Linked DNA regions of Mus musculus: region 1 is linked to region 2. A link is a contact called in public promoter capture Hi-C data. All regions are on one chromosome and are shown on one strand. Each heading gives the region's core, a stretch centred on a gene start, on an enhancer-like site or on the middle of the called end of the contact. The rest is flanking DNA. Distances are from core to core; before and after follow the strand shown.

Evidence for each region. Promoter capture Hi-C pulls out the DNA fragments that hold promoters and counts their contacts.
Region 1: a promoter capture Hi-C map of embryonic stem cells shows a contact between it and region 2. The contact joins the promoter of Slc43a1 here to the promoter of Serping1 in region 2. A contact is called at or near these places in 3 of 39 promoter capture datasets (embryonic stem cells and liver), 1 of 484 Hi-C or Micro-C datasets (nephron progenitors) and 3 of 115 datasets of contacts at active chromatin or transcription factors (CD8 T cells and embryonic stem cells).

What each region holds. Positions count from the first base shown.
Region 1 is chr2:84,837,141-84,842,332 of GRCm38.p6, forward strand. Slc43a1 (solute carrier family 43, member 1) reads left to right here and starts at 3,486. Exons shown (of 14, transcript NM_001083809.1): 1 at 3,486-3,865. The coding sequence starts at 3,634. D930003E18Rik (RIKEN cDNA D930003E18 gene) reads right to left here and starts at 3,068. Exons shown (of 2, transcript NR_165656.1): 1 at 2,608-3,068; 2 at 1,710-2,513.
Region 2 is chr2:84,772,995-84,778,163 of GRCm38.p6, forward strand. It overlaps Serping1 (serine (or cysteine) peptidase inhibitor, clade G, member 1), which reads right to left and starts at 2,435. Exons shown (of 8, transcript NM_009776.3): 1 at 2,369-2,435; 2 at 1,746-1,820; 3 at 137-650. The coding sequence starts at 1,796.

The DNA of each region.
Region 1 (5,192 bases), core at 2,236-4,735, 65 kb after region 2:
AAGGGATCAGCATAGTCTTTGGGGATGGACTGGCAGCTTCCAAATGAAGGTGAAGCTTGAGATTGCTGTAAGGAGGAAAGAACTGGAAATGAAGAAGTGAATCTGACACCCCTACAAGAAGGAAGAGCAGGTGCTGAGCCCGGAAGGTGTGAAACCAGCTGGCCAGGCTCCGCCCCGAACATCTGCTCTTAGGTGTTCTGCATATGCAAGCGGTGAACAGAACAAAGGCTCCTGATTTCACAGGAGTCGGAAGATGGGAGCATCAGATGGAACTTGGAGTAGCAAGCCTTCCAAACACAGGAGTTCATGGACACTAAAGTCTTACGGGTGGGACTCACAACCTCACTGAAACTTCAGTGCGAATGTCTGTGCTTGTGTCCACAAAGCATCTTCATAGATAGTGGATTAATGTTTCAATGTGGTCATCAAGAGGTGGTGATGCTGTTGAGTTAGAACCTTTCCTGTGGGGTCCCTTGTACTGAGCTAAGGAATTTGACCCTGAGGTCAAGCGTGTAGAAGCAAGTATATATATGCTTGTGTGTGTGTATGTGTGTGCGTGTTTATGTGTGTGTATGTGTGTGTGCGTGTTTATGTGTGTGTGCGTGTGTGTGTATGTGTGTGCATGTATGTGTGTATGTGTGTGTATGTGCATGTGTATGTGTGTGCATGTGTATGGGTGTGTATGTGTGTGTGTTGTACTTCTGGACTGGAACACATACATATTCGAGAGCTCAATTGCTCAGCCACACCCCTTACCCTGCAGCCAGCGAGGCATTTTAAGAAGTAAAACCATCAAAGGCTGACACACGCTTTTTTGCCAGAGAACTTCCCGTGCCTTTCTACTGCCAAGCTTTTGCTTTGCTGTTCCTTCACCTGGCTCACAGGAATGAAAACACCAGCCAGCCAGGCCTGCCTCCAGTCTCTGTGGTCTAGCTGCAAACCTTGTTTACTCTCTGTGTGAGAACGTGTGAGGTTTGAAGCACTCTTTGATGAGCTGCATATTTAATAACTTTTGTTCTGGAAAGTGCCCATCACGTTGCAGTCACTTGGCAATGTCAGCTCCTTTTTTGGTGTGGTGGCTCAGCAGCTCCTTCCTGGCTACCTTTGTGGAACTCTGCACTGTTTCAGGCTCCTTCAGAGCTCTGTGAATCACACTTTTTTTTTTTTTTTTTTGAGACAGGCTTTCATGTAGCCCAGGCTGGCCTCTTGCAAATTGAACACGACCTTGAACTTCTGATCCCCCTTGCCCCTACCTCTCAGACGCGTGCCACTAACCCTGCTTTGTGCTGTACTTCAGATCAAACCTTCAGGCTTAGACATGCTAAGCAAGCATTTTACCAGCCACACCTCCCACTCCCTGCCCCCAACCCCAGGGTTTTCTCTGTGTAACAACCCAGGCTGCCCTGAGACCAGGCTGGCCTCAAACTTGAGAGCTCTGCCTGCCTCTCCCTCCTGAGTGCTGGGATGAAATGCGTGCACCACCAGCTCTGGTCCGTCCTTTTCACTCTTAATGCACCGAGTTAACCCGTACCCGTATTTTCCTGCAGCATAATTACTTCCTTAATCTGTCCAAACAAGTACTGAATAGCGTTCCTGTTTTACAGATGGGGAAATTGAGGCCAGGTGGACTGAATGGTTTACCAAAAGATCAATCATTTAGCGACAGGAAGCACCTGATCACTGAATCTTGCGAAATAATGACAACAGCGGCAACAATGAACATTTATTATGCTCACCAAGTCAAGTGTACCCAGCATTAATTACTACTGCATCCTAATTCTATCTCCTCTTGACAGGCCGGCAAATGCTGTTATCCAAATTTATAGAGAAGGAAACAAGCTTTGAGAGATTAAGTTGCCCAAGGTAACTCGGGCTAGACAGCTTTCAAAATGCAGACTCTTAACTGGAGCATATAAACTCCAAAAGAGTTCCCGACTCTTTTGGAAAAGAATCCTTTTCAACTTCACAGTTCAAGACCCCACCCTAGCCTTTCCAGCATCCAGTTTAACTTCAGCCAAGTTTTTGGTTGTTTTGAACAAAGATGTAGAGAATGCTGTCAAACGTTAGTTCAGGGGGTCAACAGAGAAGCTGGGGGTCGAGAGTGGAAATTTAGGCGCCCCGGGCGCACTGGGTAAGAAAAGTATCTGGGGACCAACAGGCGAGTCACGTGTGCATGAAACTCGACCTAAGGGGTGGGGAAGGACGGGAACCCCCGCCCCCACCTTGGGGCGCTGCTCCCAACGCCTGTAAATACAGCTATCAACTCCGCAGATCGCGTAGTCCATGCCCTGGCTTCCCGGCTTCACCTATCTGTGGCGCCAGGACGGTTCCCAGATCCACTGCTTCTTTCGAGGGCGCAGACGAGGTGAGACCGGCGGTTCCGAGGCCCGCTGGGTCTGGCACGCAGGGAAGACACCCCGCGTGGATGCGATTTGGAATTGGGATCCTGGGTCTCAGGAGATCCGGAGTGTGGAAGCGCCGGGGAGACTCTGTGTTACTCCGGGTGTCAACAGCTGCGGGAGGCAAGTTTGTCGGGGACAGGTGAGCAGCTAGCGCAGCTCAAAGTCACCCAGCCACACTTGCAGGTCCCTGTGAAGCGTCCGTTACCTGAGTCTCTGGGCACATTGTTCCCTCTGTCCGACCCCTTCATTCTCCCCTTCTTCTCTTCCACTCTGTTTAGAACCACGGTTGTCATTATAGGATGGGACCTCGGGGATCCCTGATTCAAAAGCCCCGTTTCACAGATGAGGGGCTGGGCCACCCCCTAGAGAAGGGTCTCTTTCTCTTCGTCTTTCTTGTTTGCTCTTCCCCTGATCATTTCCTCTAGGCTCGCCCGGGTCTTGCTTCGGGTCCCCGGGTCAGATCGCCTCCCTTGTTGGCGGTGGCTACCGCGGCCCTGGAGGGCTCGGGTTTCTTCGTTCCCTCTGGTAAACACACCCGCCCGCCGGCCACCCCATCTGCCTCCTTATAAAGTATGTCCTTATAAAGTCTGCAGGCACCGGACTTCCTGCCGGAGCCCAAGCCCCCTCCCAGGGACAGAGGGGCTGGCGCGTTCCCAGGCGCGCGGCGGAATGAGGGGCGCGCGGAGGCGCCACGGGGCCCGCCCAGGGTCTCCCTCCACGTGGCAGCCGTGGGATTGGCCCAGGAGACAGGACGAGCGCCGCCGGCTGTGTCAGGCGGGAGGAAGTTTTCTACCCGGGCTCTGGAGAGGAGGAGTAGAATGAAAGGCGTAACTAGAATAGAGGGTCTCGGGGTAGCCCCAGACTTCCCTTTCCGCCTCCTGCTCGCTTCTGAGAATCCGATCTGGTGCCTAGAGGCTGGCTAGCTGTGGGCCAGAGGTGGCTACAGAGCACGGTGTGCCCCTTGGTGACTTTGAGAGACTTTGGGAACTTGGGGGGTTGTCTCCTGGAGCGGGATCGGGGCGCCCTGGCTCGGGTAGGCAAGCCCGGCAGCGCGCCAGGAAGTTGCTTCGCTCAGACCAGACCTTTCTGGTTCCTGATAGCGCCCTGCGGGCCAGTGGCGCGTTCGCTCCTGGCACTGCCAGAGCGCGCGGAGCCAGCTCCGCAGCACCGGGCTCTATGGGGCCTCCATGAAGGCTCCATCTCTTTGGCTCCAGGGGTCTCAGGAGCCACCATGATGGAGTACCCTTCCCAAGGGCCGCTAGGAAGCCCTTCTCTGAGCGCTCTGTTTCTCTGCAGAGTCTCGGCCACCATGGCTCCCACGCTGAAGCAGGCGTACCGCAGGCGCTGGTGGATGGCTTGCACCGCTGTGGTGGAGAACCTCTTCTTCTCCGCGGTGCTCCTGGGCTGGGCCTCCCTGCTGATCATGCTCAAGAAGGAAGGCTTCTATTCCAGCCTGTGCCCAGGTATATCTGAGAAGGGTGTGGGGGTGGGAGGTGAAGACCGCGAGGGACGGTAGAAGGAGGAGGCAGGAAGTTGGAAAACAAGGACAGGTGGTCAGGCAGAGACAAAGCGACAAAGCAGGGCTGCCCAAGACCGGAACACTGGGCAGCTAGGAATTGGACAGCCTCACTTCATGATCTCTTCAAACTTCAGGTGCCACTCTGTCAGGATTCTCTGATTCAGTGATGAGTGAAAGCCAAAGTCCCACTAGGCATACATATCCTGAGACTGATTGCCTATGACAACCTTCTGTCTAGAGTAGTCCGTAGACTCTTAGAAGTTCTGCACCTACCTGGATAAGGAATGCTCAAGTTAAACAGGTCTTTTGTGTGTGTGTGCTAGCAAGCATTGAACTACATCACCAATACACAGAGAGTTCTTAATGAGATCAAACAGAAGTACACAAACTGGAGAATGGACGTGAAGGACCTATACTCTTGGTCTTTTCAGGACCTTGGAGTTCCCAGGTCTACAAATCATCCCTTTTGTACAAAGTTAAAAGCCTTATTTCCTCTAGAATGGATATTTGTGGAGCGTTTGTTTCTGTTTTCCACACCAATCACCTTGGTCTTGTGTAAAGTGACCCGGACCTGGAGTGGGAATTCTAAACTCTTTGAGAATAGTTAGTGCAGCCAGAGGCTGCCTGTCTGCATCTGTCCGTCAGGGAGGGAGCGCCTCACTTAGTGACTGGGACTTGGTGGATATTTTTCTTTTCTGGAAAGGAGAGTGTTGTGCTCAGTGAAGGGGCTGTGTGGTGTGCAGTTTGATGTCTCTCCTGTCTCTTTCCCCACATCCTTGTTGTGGAAAGAAGGCCAACAGGGATTGGAATCCCGGCTTCCATCTCATTTAACCAGTGAGTTCCTTGCAAATTGAGTGTCCATTACCTAGAAACAATAGTAACATCAGTTCCCTGGATGACTAAGTCTCAACACACATGTGAATGTCCTTCTGGCTTCTCCTGACTCTTCAGCTCAACCTGTTGCCTCATTGCTTAGCCTGTGAGTGTGGGAGGATGGAAAACCATTTCCTTGAGGGTGGAGGTGAGGAGGTCTTGATATCTATCCTTACTTGCAGCTCCAGCTATACTGTGGGGCTGCCCCACCCCTGCTGAAGTTATCTCTAAGGAAGCAGTGGGTTGCACCCAGCTATGGCACTCAGCCCAGGTGCCTGGCCCCAGTTACAGAGGGCTGGGGCTGGAGATGATGGAGTTAGTGTGAGGCCTAGGAAGGCAGGGTGGATTCCTTGAGGAAGAAGTCTGAAATGGAATGATAGGCTTGCATTTCAGGATGG
Region 2 (5,169 bases), core at 1,185-3,684:
AGTGAAGGCCTATCACCCCTACTATGTAGCCCATTTTACAGCTTCTTTCTGGAGGCACAGCCTCGCAGAAGGTCTGTGGTTGGTGATCCCCATGAAAGCGTCCCCCTTACAGCCTGGACAGAAGTCAGAGTCTTACCAAGAAGAACCTGTGTGAGGAGGCTGGCAATGCTGAATGGGGAAAAGGCCATGTTGGTCTTAGCCATCTTGGTAGCTGAGAAGGCGTGGTAGAGCTTCACAGAGAAATCTGTCAAAGCCTCTGAGAGCTTTGCCTCTGAGGAGTCTCTGTCTGAATCAGAGCACTGAGCAAGCGGCTCCGGGCAGAAGGGTTCAGTAGTAGCCTGGGTGGGAAGATCTGAGGCAGTGGAGGGCTGGCTGGAAGAATTCAGAGGGGGCTGTCCTGGAGAATCTGTGGGTAGCTGAGCAGCTGGCTGGCTGTGCTGGCTGAAGGACTCGTTGGCTACTTTACCCATGGTGTCATTTGTTATTGTGATGGCTACACTGGTTGTTGGCCAGGTAGAGGGCAGTACTGTAGGCTCTGGGGGACTCCAGGAGTCATCTCTTTCAGGGAAGCTCTCTCTGCTTTTCGCTTGAGCCTCCAGTGGATCCTGGGTGCTGTGGCTGGTAGCTTCGGGATCTGAGAAGGCTCTATCCTGTGGTTCAAGAAGCAGTGTTTCATTTCCTGGTGAGCCACAGTTCCCTCAACCATTCCAAGCAAGAAGAGATGATTGGAACATATCATCCCAGTTGCTCCTGGTATAACCTGGCAGGTGAAACCTTGGACCAACCCCACAATTCCTTCAGAAATAGGCAATGCTGGGGGAATTCTCTGCAGGAGATACGAGGCAATTCTGATTTTGGTTATCAGTTATCTGTGTCCAGTGACCGCCGTGCAAGTAGCTGTTTTCTTGTAAATATCAATTTGTTTTGACTCACTTGCCAGACTAGTGCAATTGTGAGTCTTATTTTAGGACTGTGGATTTTCCAAGAGTGAATGCAGTGCACCAGTGGGAACTGAAAACAATTAGTATTCCAAAAGGAAAGGAAGAGACAGTGGGGGCTAGGTAACCCCTGTCTTCTGGGCCTTTGGGAAGTGGAGACAGGAGAATCTCCTTATGTGGCAGTATATTCAGAAGTGGGAAGGAAAGTGTGTAAAATCCAGATCCCTTGCTTAACTAGACGTTATGTGCTAACTAGCTCCTTACCCAGTGTCACCCAGGATGCCAGCTTCCAGCATAGTCCACTGCTCATCCACCGTAAGCAAGCGCTCACAGTTTTCATTAGTTGACTTGTTATCCCTGTCCTACTTGGCTACCGGGACCACAGTGTTCTTAACCGTGGTGCGGGTCCAGGTCTGTCTGCTAGCTTTCCTCCTTGCATCCCGCTTTCTACAGACCCTAGCTTAGAAGAGACCATCACAGCAGCACCAGGGGTGGAGGGTGTCTGTTTTTCACAACTTGGGCTTGTTCTTCATCTTCCCTTCTATGACCCATCTAAGCCTGGCTGATGGGTCTATGTATTCTCCTTTTTACATAGTGGATTAAGGAAGCCCAGAAAAGGGTCCTGCCCAAGGTCATTCAGCTAACGAACCTTCCAATAGACAACCCAGTCCCTCTAGACCCTGGTCTAACGCTAGTTCAAGACTCGAACTTAAGATTCCCTGGAGAGGCTTCCCTCCTTCACCAAGACCTGAAGAGTTAATTCTCACTCCTACCCCCACCCCACCCCCTCACAGGGGGACCACTTACCCCAGCCAGCAGCAGCAGCAGGAGGGTCAGTGGGGTCAGCCTGGAGGCCATCTGGGCAGCGATGTCAGCTGCGTCCTACGAAGCCAGTTAGCCTCAGAGCCAGCCTTGGAGCCTAGGAGCTCAGGGGTCCACCCCATTCCCGGGCCCGCCCCCATTCCATTCCAGGCCTCGACCCTTCCAGGGTGTGTTCTCTCCTCCTCCCTCTGGGGCAACCTTCTCTCTGTCTCCGCCCTCTGTTTTGTTTTCCCCAAACCGCTTCGCTTTCCCGGCACCGGCTGGCCCTTCTCTCCCTTCACGCCCAGGTCTCGGCCCATCTGTTCAATCTCCCTGCTCCGCTTAACAGAACAATAAGCCAGAGGCTGCAGGAGGAGGCCAGGGCGAGCTGGGCAGCACAGCTCACAGCTTTGAGGGAGGAGGAGGGGGAGGGGGGAGGAGGAGGAGGAGGAGGAGGAGGAGGAGGAGGAGGAGGAGGAGGAGGAGGAGGAGGAGGAGGAGGAGGAAAGCTCAAGTAGAATCAAGTGTATGGAAACTACAGAAATAACAAACGGGATAAGGAGGCTGGAGATCTCCCTGCCAAGCCCTCTTTAACTTTGTGTTCCTCCCAAAGCCCCCTATTACCAAACCTGGTCCAAGTTCTTGGTCACTAGGCAGCTTCAGGACAGACTGAGCAGACAGTCGCAGAGAATCAGTGTGTGGGGGGGGGGCACTCTCAGCTATTGGCTGGTTTAGGACACAGCCCAGTTAAAAATTAAGGATGATTGATTGCTAGTGTGAGTTCCTGTAAATCCGGATGGGACGGATGGGACGAGTCTCGAACTGTGGGCCAGTTAGCCCGGAGTTCCTCTTGGAATGGGGTAGGATGTGACCGGTTGGGATAAGGAAGCTTGAGTGACGCTCTTAGTGATCTTAGTGTTTTGTGGATCAAGATAAAGGCAGAAGAAGCACACAACGTGCCTAAGGTTTGACAATGGATGAGCTTTTTGAGATTAATGGGTAAAGCAAGCCTTTAGAAATAGGCCAAGCCTTAGAAGTAGTTAAATGGCCTTCCATTGCTCTCATTTGGAGATATGCCAGCCTTGGGCCCGAATCTCCTAAAAACCTAATGGCTGCTGGATCTTCCCCATTCCTACACGTAATCACCGGCTCCAGTTTCCAGCCGAGCCCTGGCTTCAACCCCTTAGTTGCACAACAAAGCAAAACAACCACAAAAACCAACAACCGAAACAGAACATTAACCCCAAACCAGCCCCCAAACCAAAAGACCAAATTCTGAGGTACATGTCTTTGTGGTTGAGTTGTCACCATAGGCCTATTGTGGGAGACCCTGGCAAGGAGGAGCCCAGTTAGACTTGAATTTTAAGTAAATTCCATGCAATCTTGTAATATGCTGGTGATAAAACTTTTTGCCATTTGTTTTGTATCTAAAATTCAAATTTGACTGAGCAGTCTGAATTTTTTTTTTGGATCAAACGTCTTCTGCAAAAGCAGGCTGTTCTCCCTGGAAACGCGCTGTAGCTTGTGAAGTTCTGCGACTGTCTAACTGTAGGCCTGACCCTTCCTGCCTTCGCCTCTTTCGGGAAAGTTTGTTTGTAGCTGGAGATCCGATACTCAAGGAGAGGAGAGCATTCATATCTTCCCTCGGACCTTAGAAAAGTCTTCTACCTCGCTCTGTGCTTTTTTTTTTTTTTTGGTTTTTCGAGACAGGGTTTCTCTGTATAGCCCTGGCTGTCCTGGAACTCACTCTGTAGACCAGGCTGGCCTTGAACTCAGAAATCTGCCTGCCTCTGCCTCCCGAGTGCTGGGATTAAAGTCGTGCGCCACCACGCCCGGCTGCTTCATTTTCTGTAACCACTCCAGGAGCTGCTAAACTGTAGGGAGTTTCCATAATCTCAGAGCTGCAGGCAAATTCTACTTTGTACCCCAGGCTCCAACTGATGGCCTTGAGGCATGAGGAGCTGAGGATTCTGGGAAGTGGGTGAGCTACACTAAAAGTCAATACATTCATTGAGTTATTACATCTTTGTGTTTGCCCTGCCATTAACTCTCATAACACCCAGGAAGTAAGTACTAACATTGATCACATCTTAAATGAGGTATTTATTATTTGTATTTTAATGAGGCACTGAATCCCTCTGATACTATGAAGCAGACTTGACATTTTAGCTCTGAAGTTGCCTATGTCAGGCATTTTGGTCACAGAGACTTGACATAACTAGTATAGAAAATTGGTTTCAGAGTAAGATAATTTCTTAACCAAATTTATTCTTGTGCTATGGAGGCCTTTGGAACTAGTTTGTGGAGAGGATAAGGAGGAATTAGGAAGTGAAGGTGAGGGAAATGTTACAATATTATAAATGCTACTTAATGGGCTATTTTGGTGAAGGTTTGGAAGACTAAACACCAACCAACATGTAGACAGATCATGAGGTTTCTGGTAGCAATAAGGATTCTATTGAGAAATGGACTACATCCAATCCAGCAAAGAATTTGGCCATGCTCTGTTCGAGTCCTGAAATTTGGGGTGCGATTGGATTGAAAAGTAATAGACTAGCATATTGGTAGGAGAACTTTAGAGACAGAATCAGGAGCATAAAGACTGGCAGAAAGATAGGAATCCAATATGGCTAGGAAAGGAGTGTGGATTGTTTAAAGTAGCAGGCAAATCGGCTGTACACAAAGAGATGATAATTGTTAAGGAGATCAGTGCCGCAGAAGAGAAACTGTACTCTTTGTGCAATGGAAACGGTGTCTTGAGGGTGAGACTCCATACATCAAAGGTAGTGCAGTGTTTTATAAAATGGCAGCAGTGATGCCACAGAAGGCAGCGCCTGGTCAGGCCCACGCTGGAGCTTTCCTTCTGACAAACCAGCTGAACAATAGGCTTAATATAAAAAGAGAGTTTATGTGGGACCTGGAGGAGAGGGTAGGGGCAGAGAAGGGAGGGGGACAGAGAAGGACAAAAGGAGAGAGAAAGAAGAGAAGAGGCTGGCCATGGAACGTGAGGAAGAGAGGGAGAGAGTAGATGGAGAGAGAGAGAGAGAGAGAGAGAGAGAGAGAGAGAGAGAGAGAGAGAGAGAGAGAGAGAGAGAGAATGGAAAGAGCAAAATATAGCAAGCTAGCCAGCGGCTCTTTTATGTGAGCCAGGCTCTTACCTGGCTGTTGCTAGGTAACCTCTTACCTGGCTGTTGCTAGGTAACGGGCAAAGCCTAAAGGAAATACTAACAGGTAGATACAGGGCATACAATGGAAAAAACATTAGAAAAACTTTCCTTTTCTTTGTAAAAAAAATTTCTTTTTCTTGTGTGTGTCACACTCAGAGGATAGAGAATAAAGGTAGACTTCCACCTAAGAAAGTTTCTTTCCAGGCTATGCTTTGTAAAAACTCAGCTGAGGTCCAAGGAGCCTGGATACGGTTGGACCTACC